2 separate regions of the Pan troglodytes genome follow, and region 1 is linked to region 2. A link is a contact called in public HiChIP or PLAC-seq data. All regions are on one chromosome and are shown on one strand. Each heading gives the region's core, a stretch centred on a gene start, on an enhancer-like site or on the middle of the called end of the contact. The rest is flanking DNA. Distances are from core to core; before and after follow the strand shown.

Evidence for each region. HiChIP or PLAC-seq counts read pairs in DNA pulled down with a chosen protein or histone mark.
Region 1: an H3K4me3 HiChIP or PLAC-seq map of stem cell-derived excitatory neurons shows a contact between it and region 2, with 5 times the contacts expected there. The contact joins the promoter of STT3A here to the promoter of LOC739973 in region 2. A contact is called at or near these places in 1 of 7 Hi-C or Micro-C datasets (stem cell-derived neural progenitor cells) and 1 of 1 datasets of contacts at active chromatin or transcription factors (stem cell-derived excitatory neurons).

What each region holds. Positions count from the first base shown.
Region 1 is chr9:127,525,572-127,532,258 of NHGRI_mPanTro3-v2.0_pri, forward strand. It overlaps STT3A (STT3 oligosaccharyltransferase complex catalytic subunit A), which reads left to right and starts at 4,261. Exons shown (of 19, transcript NM_001246449.1): 1 at 4,261-4,287; 2 at 5,386-5,433. It overlaps LOC134807284 (a long non-coding RNA gene), which reads right to left and starts at 3,912. Exons shown (of 3, transcript XR_010147341.1): 1 at 3,748-3,912.
Region 2 is chr9:127,433,808-127,440,463 of NHGRI_mPanTro3-v2.0_pri, forward strand. LOC739973 (putative uncharacterized protein MGC39545) reads left to right here and starts at 4,501. Exons shown (of 2, transcript XM_001147930.8): 1 at 4,501-4,850; 2 at 5,750-6,153. The coding sequence starts at 4,564. The coding sequence ends at 6,053. It overlaps FEZ1 (fasciculation and elongation protein zeta 1), which reads right to left and starts at 5,549. Exons shown (of 9, transcript XM_063783485.1): 1 at 5,363-5,549.

The DNA.
Region 1 (6,687 bases), core at 3,011-5,510, 92 kb after region 2:
AGGAAAGACAATTTATCAGAGAGGGAAATAGATTACCGATAAAGGAAAGTGACTCAGATTGGTGTCAGGTTTCTTAAGGCACAGTGGATCACGAACAATATAGTCACAGAGCCTTGAAAGTGTGCTTTTATGTGTCTGTGTGCATACGGGGTGGGGTGGGTGGGTCCCAATTTTGTTCCTAAAATTCTAAACCCAGCCATGCTATTAAGGACAAAATACAGATATTTTCTAACACGCAAAGGCAATGTTTGCTTCCATTCAGCCTTTCTAAAACACTTACTTGAAAAAAAATTCATCAAAAGTGAAAAATAAATCTAAGAAATAGCAAGATGTCTTATCAGATGATAATCTATAAAAAAAAAGAAAAAGAACTATGTCTTATTAAGACAAAACACCCAACCAAATAACATGAAACAGTGGAATCCAGAAGTGCATTCAGGGGAAATCCCAGTAATACAACTTTGCACACACGTAGAAATGTGGTTTCTGGAGAGAACAGCTTGGAGAACACAGATACTATTACTCTGGTGTGCTACAGATGAGATGAAGGCATGAGTTTCGTTTGATTAATGATATACAAGAAAGGTAAACTGACACTTTAAGAAAAATGAAAAGCTCTACAAAAAAGTTCTAACTTCTACATCAAAACATTCCTTTTAAGCAACTGATGAAATAGTAAAAGCATTGTTTTCTGAAACAACCAGTTCAAAACTTTTGGACTTATAAATCAGGAGGGAGGAGGATTAACTGATACACTATAATTCATGTATAAACTGTAGGTTTATTTTCTTTTATTTTGAGACGAAGTTTCACTCTTGTTGCCTAGGCCAGAGTGCAATGGTGCAATCTCGGCTCACTGCAACCTGCGCCTCCCAGGTTCAAGAGATTCTCCTGCCTCAGCCTCCCGAGTTGCTGGGATCACAGACATGCGCCACCACACCCAGCTAATTTTGTGTTTTGAGTAGAGACAGGGTTTCTCCATGTTGGTCAGGCCGGTCCTGAACTCCTGACCTCAGGTGATCTGCCAGCCTTGGCTCCCCAAAGTGCTGGGATTACAGGCATGAGCCACCATGCCCGGCCTATTTATTATTTTATTTTAGAGACAGAGTCTTTCTTGCTCTGTTGCCCAGGCTGGAGTGAAGTGGCGTGATCATAGCTCATTGCCGCCTAACTTCTGGGCTCAAGCAATCCTCCTGCCTCAGCCTCCTCAGCAGTTGGGATTACAGGCCAGCACGACCATGTCCAGCTAATTTTTAAAAATTATTTTTGTAGACACTGCATCTCATCATGTTGCCCAGGCTGGTCTCCAACCCCCGGCCTCAAGCCATCCTCTCGCCTCAACCTCCCAAAGTGCTTGGATTACAATCTTGAGCCACGACACCTGGACCTCCAGGTTTGTTTATAATAATTATAAAGACTTTCCTATGAGTTTGTTTTCCTTTGATTTTATTCACAAATAAGCCTTTCCTCATGGACTGGTATCAAAGACTCATCCTAAAAATAGGATTAGATTTTCAAACTTTGTTTTTTGTTTTTTTTTTTTTTTTTTTTGAGACAGAATGTCCTTCTGTTGCCCAGGCTGGAGTGTGATGGCGCAATCTCAGCTCACTGCAACCTCCGCCTCCCTGGTTCAAGCGATTTCTCCTGCCTCAGCCTCCCGAGTAGCTGGGATTACAGGCACGTGCCATCAGGCCCGGCTAATTTTTGTATATTTAGTAGAGACGGGGGTTTCACCATGTTGGTCAGGCTGGTCTCGAACTCCTGACCTCATGATCCGCCCGCCTCGGCCTCCCAAAATGCTGGGATTACAGGCGTGAGCCACTGCACCCGGCCCCAAACTTTGTTCTTTAATAGTACATTTTGACTTGTGAAAAGGTTTACTTAATTTGATCACTTGGAAGCTTAAATGTATTCTAAGAAACACGTTTAATACTTTTTTTTTTTTTTTTTTTTTTTTTTGGTGGCAGAGTCTTGCTCTGTTGTCCAGGCTGGAGTGCAATGGCGTGATCTCAGCTCACTGCAACCTCTGCCTCCTGGGTTGAAGCAATTCTACTGCCTCAGCCTCCTGAGTAGCTGAGATTACAGGAGCCCACCATCGTGCCTGGCCTACTTTGAAAAAAATTAATAAAAACTCTAACATCTTAATATTCTTTTTCTTTTTTTGAGACGGAGTTTCGTTCTTGCTGCCCAGACTGAAGTGTAATGGCGCGATCTTGGCTCACTGCAACCTCCAACTCCTGGGTTCAAGCGATTCTCCTGCCTCAGCCTCCCAAGTAGTTGGGATTACAGGATCCTGACACCAAGCCCAGCTAATTTTTGTATTTTTAGTAGAGATGGGGTTTCACCATGTTGGTGAGGCTGTTCTCAAACTCCTGACCTCAGGTGATTCACCCGCCTCGGCCTCCCAAAGTGCTGGGATTACAGGCGTGAGCCACCGCGACCGGCCTTAATATTCTTAGGTTAGTACTTAAAAAAAAACAAAAGAAACTTGAACACAATCTTTCTAATTTTAATGCCCCCCTCCCCGCTTTTTTATTTTTAAAGAGAAAAAACTTCTTTTTGAGACGGAGTCCAGCTCTGTCGCCAGGCTGGAGTGCAGTGGCGCGATCTCGGCTCACTGCAACCTCCGACTCCCTGGTTCAAGTGACTCTGTGTCAGCCTCCCGAGTAGCTGGGATTACAGGCACGCGCCACCACGCCCAGCTAATTTTTCTATTTTTAGTAGAGACGGGTTTCACCATGTTGGCCAGGATGGTCTCTACCTCCTGACCTCGTGATCCGCCCGCCTTGGCCTCCCAAAGTGCTGGGATTACAGGGGTGAGCCACCGCGCCCGACCAAAACTCCTATTTTGAAGAAGCATTTACTCCAAGTTCTGTAATTCCTTCAGGCTCAGCTTCAGTTTCCTTTTGTTAAAGTAAAATTACATCGAACACTTACTTACTATTAAAAACAAAACAAAAAAAAAAGCAGATCTATTGAATCATAACGTCCTGGGGCGAGCCTGGTCATGTGAATTTTGAAAAAAATACATGTGATTCTGAAGCAGTGATTTAAATAATGACCTTTCAATAAATGGTGGGTTCCCTTCATGGGAGAATAGGAAACTGCGTGAGTGGCAGAGGCAACAAGTTCGAAGAGCTGCGGGACGTTCCCACTCTCTCTGGTGCAGCCTTGGCTCACCGAGGCGCGCAGGGAGTGGAAGTGCCTGAGGATCAAGGTGTATACGTGCGAGTCTGAGATGATGGAATTGCTGCTCAAACTTCGTCCCCTTCTCTGCCCTCAGCAAACTTATTGGGGGTCGGGGAGCGCGTGCGGTGCGAGAGAAGAGAGGCAAGTTAGGATAGGGAGAGCGGCTCTCCGGCCGGTATTTTAACAAAGGGCTGAACTGACTAAGCATGGCCGGGCTGCCTCCCGGTCTCCCGAGGAAGCCCGCTTGCTGCTGGGGAGGGCTGTGCCTCCGCGGCGGTGGCTGTCTCAGCTGGCTGTAGAGATGCTTCCAGCTTAGCCCCGACAACCCCTTTAGGCCTAGGCACGCTCTTTCACAAAACCAGCGGCTGTGAACTCTGTCAAGGTTCCCAGGTCCATCGCAGTTACCAGGGCACAGTAACAGCTCGAGTCAACTATCAGGCACATCCTGCAAAAGACGAACTGTCTGGACCAGTCCGCGTTTGAGTTTTAATTGAGAATAAATAGGTAGAAAATGCTTCCCTCCTCTCCTTTCACCTTGTATTAGGTAACAATTTCTACCTTAAAAAAGACGGAGACGAGCGGCTCCGCATTCCGAGTTACTGGGACTTGGAGCAAGGGCCTATTTCAGCGTAGTTTCCGCTTCTTGTCACATGACGGGAGTCAGTGGGCCGCGCCTTCCCACTGCGACTCCCCGTGGGTCCGCAAACCTACACGTCACTCCTCGGCCCTCAACCAAACTGCTTGGGGCACGTTCTTTCCGCGCTCTTGACTCCTACGCGCCGGCCTATGACAGCTCGGCGGGAGCATACAGACCCGCCTCTAGACTGCTAAGTGATAGCTGTAAAGACCAATTAAAAACTGGAATCGCGGCCCGGTTTACGCCTCCGGACTTGACAGACAGTTCCGGGATCCTATCGCTCTCCAGAAGCGTCCTAGTGGCCTGGAGCCAGCCAACGGGGGAGCGGTCCGGGAGGCGGACCCGGCTCCTGCCAGGGTTGGGTGCGCCGCTGAACGGATGGCTGAGGGAGCCCCGCGGATCGTTTAGAAAAGCCGGCCAGGTGAGAAGGCCGTAGAACGTAATTTGAAAATCAGCGGCAGGTGCAGTCCATGGCGTTGATGGGGCTGAACGAAGTGCAGGAGGCAAAACCCTAAATGGGGGTGGAGAGCAGAGCTTAGGGCCTTGCAGAGGAGGGGGCGTGGGGCGTGGTGTGGGGGCTTCCTGGTTGGAAGGATGTGAAGGTCTGGGGAGGGAGGGTAAGGTGGGTCTTGAGAAGAGAGCGTGGGAAAGACTGGGTCCTGGGACTAGTTATGGAGGGGAAGGCGCGTAGGATGCTGGGGTGATGAGTGTCCCGCGCTGAGGGGTATCAGAGGTGGTCAGTTCTTTGAGGGTGGGAAGAAGAGGGAGGTGGGACCCGCTGGAACGACCGGAAGGGAGAAGAGAGTAAAAGATTGTGAGAGGGTGTGGAAACGTGTGTAGGAAAACGGGGCTGGGGAAATTGCAGTCTGGGAAACTAGAGGCAGGGTGGCAGGAGATGCCACAGCTTGCAGGGCAAGCTCCTCAACTGAGGAGAGCAGGTTGGTAAGTGTTTTAAGAAAGGTGTCTTTGCTCTTATTTGCTTGGCGGTGTGCGAAAGTGACCAAAGAGCACGAGATGAAATCTCCCTTACGGCCCTGCCCTCAATAACTAGCTCGTTTACTCAGTTTTCAAGTAGAGATCCTAGCAGTCTCATTTTGGTGTGTGGCTCGTATCAACGCAGTGGTGTTAAGTTTGTTCCTATTTCAGGCATTCCAGAAAACAGCTGCAAACCCTGAGAGATATGGCTGGATTGTTGACCTCCTGGAGTAGTTAGGCCTTTATTTTTAGTTGCAAAGTAAGCTTTCCCTTTGGGACTATACTTAAACACATTTCTAAACTGCTCTTCTGGGACAGTTAATTATGGAAAACATGCTTGACTTCTCAGTGTTGGGGCTAGCATTCTATATGCCTTCCACCTAGTCCAGTGTTGTTGTTGTTGTTGTTTTTCTCCTTTATTCCAATAATAGTGGGAAAAAAGATTCATGGAGGAGGATAGACAAACGTTTGTTAAGGGATACACAAGTACAACTAGATAGGAATAAATTCTAGTGTTCTATAGGATAACTATTATTAGGAGTATAATTAACAACAAAAATACACAATTTGTTGTATATTTTCAGATAGCTAGAAGAGTGGATTTTGAATATTCCTAAGACAAAAAAAATAAGGTGATGAATCTACTAATTATTTCCCGACTTGATCATTACACATTATATACATGTACCAAAATGTCACACTGTACTCCATAAATATGTACAATTATGTGTCAGTCAAAAAGAATAAAAGCAAAACATCTTGAATGATGTTGCATATCCTTTGTTATAGCCGTTATAACTTAGCTCTTGATCACCTTGTAATTTAAAAAAGTAGGTCTGGGGGTGGTAGCTCACGCCTGTAATCCCAGCACTTTGGGAGGCTGAGGTGGGCAGATCATGAGGTCAAGAGATCCAGACCACCCTGGCCAACATGGTGAAACCCCGTCTCTACTAAAAATACAAAAATTAGCTGGGCGTGGTGGCGCACACCTGTAGTCCCAGCTTCTCATGAGGCTGAGGCAGAAGAATCGCTTGAACCCAGGAGGTGGAGGTTGCAGTGAGCCGAGATGGCACCACTGCACTCTAGCCTGGCGACAGAGCAAGACTCCGTCTCAAAAAAAAAAAAAAAAGATAGTAGTACTGTCTTATACAAGAATAACTAACCTATGGTAGATTAATGCTATATTGCTATATAAATAATTCATATCTGTCATGTGATTTCCATTTTGAACTGCCTACAGATAGTGTCCCTCAACATTTTAATCTACTTTTTTTATCCCCCGACTCTTCTGCTTCAGTAGGAAAAGTTCGTTTTCTTTCCCTCTAGATTATCATCTGATGCCATCAAACTGTCTGTGTAATTTAATCAGTCTCTTAAATCAGCATTGTCAGTTACAGAGAAGCCTTGAGACAGATGATTGGAAGCGGGTATAGATCTGAGCAGTCGTTACAGTCTGATATATGGGATGAGAGCACAGTGGATCTGTGTTTGTGTACCTCCTCCTCTTTTTGAGTGCATAATTGTACCTGCATTAGTTATCGGGTATGCTGTTAGTTGACCCGACAGCCCCATTGGGATTTCGAAAAGAAAAAAGTTTATAGCCATTCAGTTGAAGTTTAAATTTAGGGTTCGAAATTGTGTTGATTCAGTCGTGACTTCTATTTTTCCTCTTAATGCCTTTCACTTCTTTTTTTTTTTTTTTTTTTCCTTTTTAAAGAGAGGAGGTCTGGCTCTGTTGTCCAGGCTGGAGTGCAGTGGTGTGATCCTAGCTCACTGCAGCCTCCAACTCCTGCCTCAGCCTCCTAAGTAGCTGGGACTGCAGGTGCAGACCACCAAGCCTGCATAATTTTAAACAATTTTTTGTGGAGATGGGGTTTTGCTGTATT
Region 2 (6,656 bases), core at 3,251-5,750:
TGTAATCCCAGCACTTTGGGAGGTTGAGGTGGGAGGATCATTTGAGCTCACTCAGGAGTTCAAGACCAGCCTGGGCAACATAGTAAGGTCCCATCTCTATTTTTATTTTTTTTAAAAAACTAATAAAACATCAATAGAGACTTTCCAATAAATGCCTGAGTTGTTTTTGTTTCGTTTCGCTTTTGAGACATAGCTTCACTCTGTGGCCCAGGCTGGAGTGCAGTGGTGTGATCTCAGCTCACTGCAACCTACACCTCTGGGTTCCACCAATCCTCATGCCTTGGCCTCCCAAGTAGCTGCGTGTGCCACCACACCCAGCTAATTTTTGTATTATTAGTAGAGATGGGGTTTCACCATGTTGGCCAGGCTGGTCTCGAACTCCTGACCTCAGGTGATCTACCTGCCTCAGCCTCCCAAAGTTCTGGGATTACAGGCATGAGCCACTGTGCCCAGACAAGCACCCAAGGTTTTCCCACACATAGAGCATATGCCTAGGAGCAGAGGAATAGACTAAATGATCTATTATCCTGTATCCTGTAAGAAACAGACCCAACTACCCATGTGCTCCAAAGCCATACTCCATAACCATCTTGGGCACTGCACCCTGGAACGCTGCACACACAGAACTCCCTTCAGTTCCCACCAACTGTGGGACCTCTACCCCTCATTGGGCCGTCTTCATGCACTGCTTCCAACTGTGATTTATCCATCTGTGTGTACATCTGGGCCCCATTCAATTTTAACTTAAATTCCTCGAGGACACAGAAATCCTCTGGATATCTTCCCTGGCTCCAAATATACACTGCCTACCCTGTGGCTAGGCAGTCAATCAATATGTGCTCGTTGAAAAAATGATCTATCTCCCACATACAGTTTTCCATTTTCAGTTTCAGGCAGCACAAGCATTGCTGACTATCATACCCTTCTCTACACGCTCAACAGAAAGGCTACCAAGCTTTTCTCTTTGGTCTATAGAGTTATTGATATAGTTAGGTGCTCAAATTGGAGGCGCTTCCTGAGGGGAACCAGACAGCAAAATTCATGGATTTTGCCCTAGGAGTGCCCATTCTCCATCTCTACCTATAAAACTAAAACTCTAAATAAGCAAGGCAAAGGACATGCCAGGCAAGAACACTGCCAGTTTGTACCGGGATTTTGCTGGGATTAAGTTGATTACCATTGCTTTAAAACATATTTGGAGCATTTACAGTTTGCAAAGGCAACACGATAGGACCTTTGAATACAAAAATATATACAAGTAGTACCATATCTTGGAAAGAAGACAGGCTCGAGAGCCAACAGATCTGCCAATGGCTGGCTGAGTGACAAGCATCATTGGTCCTGATTTCCTCATTTGTTATAAGGAAGGTGTTGGTACAGAGTTAACATCTTTAGGAGTTATTTTTAATAAATCAATAATTTAAGTAATCATTTTGATTGAAGTAATATGTTTATTTAATCCAATATATCCAAAGTGTTACCATTTCAAAATGTAATCCACAAAAAAACTAATGAGGCAGTTTTTATTTTTTTTATACTAAGCCCTTTGAAATCCAGTGTATATTTTCCATTTACAGTACATCTCACTTTGGACTAGCCACATTTCAAGTGCTCAACAGTCAAATGTGGCCTGTGGCTACCACAAGGGACAACACAGCTCTAAAGCAAACACAAGTAATTGCCAGTCAGGGGTTCTTCATCTTCAGTACATAGACCCCTGCGGGCTCTTTGAAGGTAACTATATTTCAATGAAATTGGTTTCCTTTACAAGACTAAGTATTTTATTTTATGCATTTAAAAACATTATTTGGAGAAGGAGCCCACAGGCTTCTCCATACCACCAAAGGAGGTCATAGTGCAAAAAAGATGAAGAATCCCTGAGCAACAAAAAAGTGAGATTAGAAAAGATGGCAGAATGCAGTAGAGAGTAAAACAGTTTTCACAGCCCAGGGATTTGTGTTGATTAAGGCAGTACTCTGTGATGGCTAAGAGCATAGGCTTTGGGTTCCTGTCCTGGTCCTGTCACTCCTAGTTGGGAGACTTTGGGCAAGTTATCAACCTCACTGTGCCTCAATTTCATCATCTATAAAATGGAGTTTAAAACAGTGCTTCCCTTGAAGATTACTTTTTGGACTAAATGAGATCATCTTTGAAGTGTTAAGTACAATGTGCAGAATATAGAAAGCATCCAATAAATATCAATCATTCTAGAAAAATCAAAGCTGGGCACGGTGGCTCACACCTGTAATCCCAGCAACTGGAGAGGCTGAGGCAGGAGGATTGGTTGAGCCCATGAGTTTGAGGCTATAGTGAGCTATGATCACACTACTGTATGCCAGCCTGGGTGACAAAGTGAGACCCTATCTTTAAAAAAAAAAAAAGTTAAAAATAATTCTAGGAAAACCAGGATAGCTAACTTACATAGAAATGTGATGTGGGGGCTGGGCACAGTGGCTCATGCCTGTAATCCCAGCACTTTGGGAGGCTGAGGTGCGTGGATCACCTGAGGTCAGGAGTTCAAGACCAGCCTGGCCAACATGGCAAAACCCTGTCTCTACTAAAAATACAAAAAAAAAAAAAAATTAGCTGAGCATGGTGGCAGGTGCCTGTAATCCCAGCTACTTGGGAGGCTGAGGCAGGAGAATCGCTTGAGCCCAAGAGGCGGAGGTTGCAGTGAGCTGAGATCATGCCATTGCACTCCAGCCTGGGCAACAAGAGCGAAACTCCATCTCAAAAAAAAAAAAAAAATAGAAAGAAAGAAAGAAAGAAAGAAAGAAAGAAATGTGATGTGGGAGTGCTTCAAGTAAAAGAAAAATTATCCCTGCCATGATATTCTCTGTGCAATGCTTCAATATGCTTATCAAACAAGAGAACTATTGCTGAAAGAATTTTAGCATCTTTTTTACTAAGGCTTCTTTTTTCAATTTATTTGTTCAAACGTTCCTGGATTGTGGGTTCCATTTTACAGAGATATGAAAGCCAATCAGATAGTGTTGCAGGTATTTACACTGCCTTTAAATTTGTACTTTTCTCTGGGAATGACAGGGGAGAAGCAGATGGTGACACCAGTGGGGTTTCTTATTTGAAATGACACAGTCTATATGATTAACCAGCAACAAGAGGCCAATCCAACTAGAATCTAGGACTAAGACTGAGTTTTGAGTGTTGGCAACAGGAAGAGTGTGCTGAAAGCACCTATCCTCAGCCCAGGCAGAGTGTAGAGAAAATGGATTCATCTAGAAAATTATAAAAGACGAAATGAATATCACAGCTCTAGGGTTCAGACACATGCTCATTTGAAACAGTCCATAATATAGACTGATTGTTTTTTGTCAACTCATTATCCAAGAGCCAAGAAGTGCTGCATGAATGACCATCTGGAGATGAAGTTAAAGTGAAAGCCAGTGCTGGGAAACTAGTCACTCAACACCCAAACTGAATCCAGCATTTGTGGAAAGACCTCAGGCTGTGGCACAGATGAGAGTCAGGGGTTCTGACGGGCCCCACTATAGCCTCCAGGAGGGCTCTGTGGATTGGGGTTGGCAGCACTTCCTTAGATGGTGACCCTGCCTTCCTTCCTTTAGCCCACTTTCTTTCGCCCTCCTCTCTTCACGGAGTGCTTTCATCCTTCAACTAAAATGTCTGAAACAACCTTATTTTCCATCCTGGCAAGCTTGCACCATCCTCATTCATAGCTCATCTGGGAGCTTTCTTTTCCTTAAAGTAGGATTAATACAAGTGATAGCTTATTCCCTTTAGACTTCCAAGATCAAAAATAAATCCATACATACATGAAAATGGCAGAAAGAAGGAACCATGGGAGGGTCGCCTTTTCTTTTTCTCTTTACCACAGAACAGAGCGCAGGACTATAGTCTGATTGTCCTACAATCTATTCCATTTATTTTCACTCCCAATAGATGGTGTAATTTGGAAAAGAAAAGACACTCACGGGGCTTAACTGAGACCCAATAGGAAACGCATAAACGTCTCCCTGCAGCACAATGATGCACTCGCTGCATCTCGGGGCTGCGGTACAAATGCTCAGTCCCTGCTTTGCTGAGCTGACCCGAGTGGAGCGGAGCGGTGGAGATTTCACCACGCTAACCCCGCTGGGCCTCGGCACCTCCACACAAGCCCCATTCCATCTCCTTCTTCCCATCACTTGGTCCATAGATCAATTGATTCCGTGCCTCGTCCCCCATATCCGTCCCTAAAACCTACCCTGCACTGGTCCACCTTCAGATTTCCCACTGCTCCTCCGCAGAACCCACCCAGTGTGCATGTTTGTGCACATTTTGACAGAAAAAGTACTTCGTTGCATATGGATCAGCAACCCCTTCGCGGTTCTGCTTGCTCCCCTCCCCCTCCTCCCGCTGCTCCATTCACCTCCATCTCAGATCCCCCTCCTCCCCCCAGTCCGGTGGGGTAAAGAAAGCCTCCTCCAGGCAGCACAATGGCTGGCACTCTGAGGAAGCCGGACTCATCCCGTGCAGGCCGCATACACACTCCACTGCCCTTCCGGCCAAACAAGCCCGGACACGGGAGAGGGATGAGAGTCGGGGATGCCTAGCGGCGGGGAGGGAAGGGATAGGCAAAAGGGAAGAAGAGCGGGCTGTGATACCCGCTCGACGCCGTCAAACACTGCTCCCCGCGCTCCAGAGCCCGGGGCCCACCCGACGGCAGCGCGCCCCGCCACCGCGCAGCCGCCCCGGTCCCTTCTCCCGCCCGTCTGTAGTAAAACAATCGCTCTCCCGGCGTCTGCGGCCGCTGCCAGCGGTTCTGACACTGCAGGAATGCGCGGTCTGGGAAAGGCTCCGCACTCTGGGGAGGGGCACGAGCGGGGTCGGGGGTAAGTTTTTAGGGACAAAGATGATCTTGGGGCGTTTTCGGTGACTGGACCAGATAACGGTCCCGGGACGAGGTACCGACCCACTGCCCCAGCGCGATCGGGCGGCGTTCCCTTCTTCCCCCAGCCCCCATACCTCGCCGCCTGCCTTCACACGCGCGCACACACGCGGGCACACACACGCGGACACACACACACACACACACACACACACACACACACACACACACCAGGCCTGGCTGGAGGGCCGATGCTGAGATGATACTGGAAGTGCCCATCATCCCACATCTCCAGGGCCTGGCGCGGCGTCCCAGCTGCGCTCCCTGAAGGGCTGGGCAGGAAGGCGACGGCCTCCCGTTGTTCCTTTCTAATCCCAGAATGGGACCAGGTGAGGGGAGCTGCGGCGACCCCAGACCGTCCTGTCAGAGAATCCCGGGGCCTCCTTACCACCCCCACCAGACCCCACCCCCAGCAGTGAGTCGGGTCCTAACTAAAGTCGACCCCCGCGACGGCACCTGTGCGGGTCCTGGCGGAGGGAGGCGGATCCCGGGGCTCAGCCGGACACCCCCATCCACGGGCCGCGGGAGCGGCCGGAGCGCAGCGCAGCGCAGCGGAGAGCCAGCCAGCCAGCCAGCCAGCGAGCGCTCCCCCCGCAGCTCCGGCGGCGCCCGGCTCCGCTCCCGCCTCCACCCCACCCTCTCCCCGCGCTCGTGCCCGGGCTCCGGGGGCGCGCCCGCGCTCGGGCACCCACCCAACTGGCACGCGCGGGAGCTGGACGTCATCCCCTCGTTAACATTCATAGCCTTCCTCCGAGCACGTGGGCTTGCCTTTATTAATATTTATGCATTTCTGTTTCTCTCCTCTTTAACATTGGCCTTTCTGCTTCCCTCATGAATATTCAGAAACTCCAAGATGAAAGCGTGCAATAACTACCAATATGGATACCTCGCAGGGCCTGACACTAGTTTCTGGATAAAATGCAGGCGATGGCTGCTGGCGGATGCCGGCAGACACACTCAAAGACCCTTTTGGACTTTCCGAGTTTCCCATTCTCCTCTACTGGAGGCTGAGGCGGGCAGGCCCAGCGACGTCTCCCAGCTCCAACTGGGTTCGGACCTCAAGCCAAAAATGAGGAGGCCGGCAGGAGAGCTTTTCTCGCCCAAAGATGCTGGGTGGGAGCCGGATCCAGCTGAAAAATCTGAGTGAGAAGGTTTCAGGCCCAGGAGGACTTGAGATAATACAGGAAAATTCAAGAGGCTGAAATGAGAAGGGTCCCTGGAGTCTTGTGAAAAATTATTAATTTATCTTGTCTTCTGTGCATAGGCCTGTGCTTATAGAAGTTGTCAATAAAAAATCTAATAATTCATGAATACACACAACTAAGAGCACAAGAACTGTAATTATCGAAGGAAGGCACTGGAAAAAGCATGTCGGCTTGGAGAGCCCCAAGTACTTTTGTCTGATGGCAAAGTACCTCTGGGCTGAACTGAGGACTTCAACTGGAAGGGGCAGGGAGCTTCTCTTTTGCTCGTTTATGCATTCATTCCACAGACATTTCAACCATGAGAAGGTTGGAGACAGGAATAATGTCCCGATGAGATGAGAAGAAGCGTTGGCCTATTTGCCTTTGTGGGAGCAATAGACAGAGGATGCCTTCCTGTAAGAAATCACAAGGCCAGGCACGGTGGCTCACACCTATAATCCCAACATGTTGGAAAGCTGAGGCAGGAGGATCACTTGAGGCCAGGAGTTCAAGACCAGCCTAGGCAACATAGTGAGACCCCATCTCTATAAAAAAAAAAAATTAGC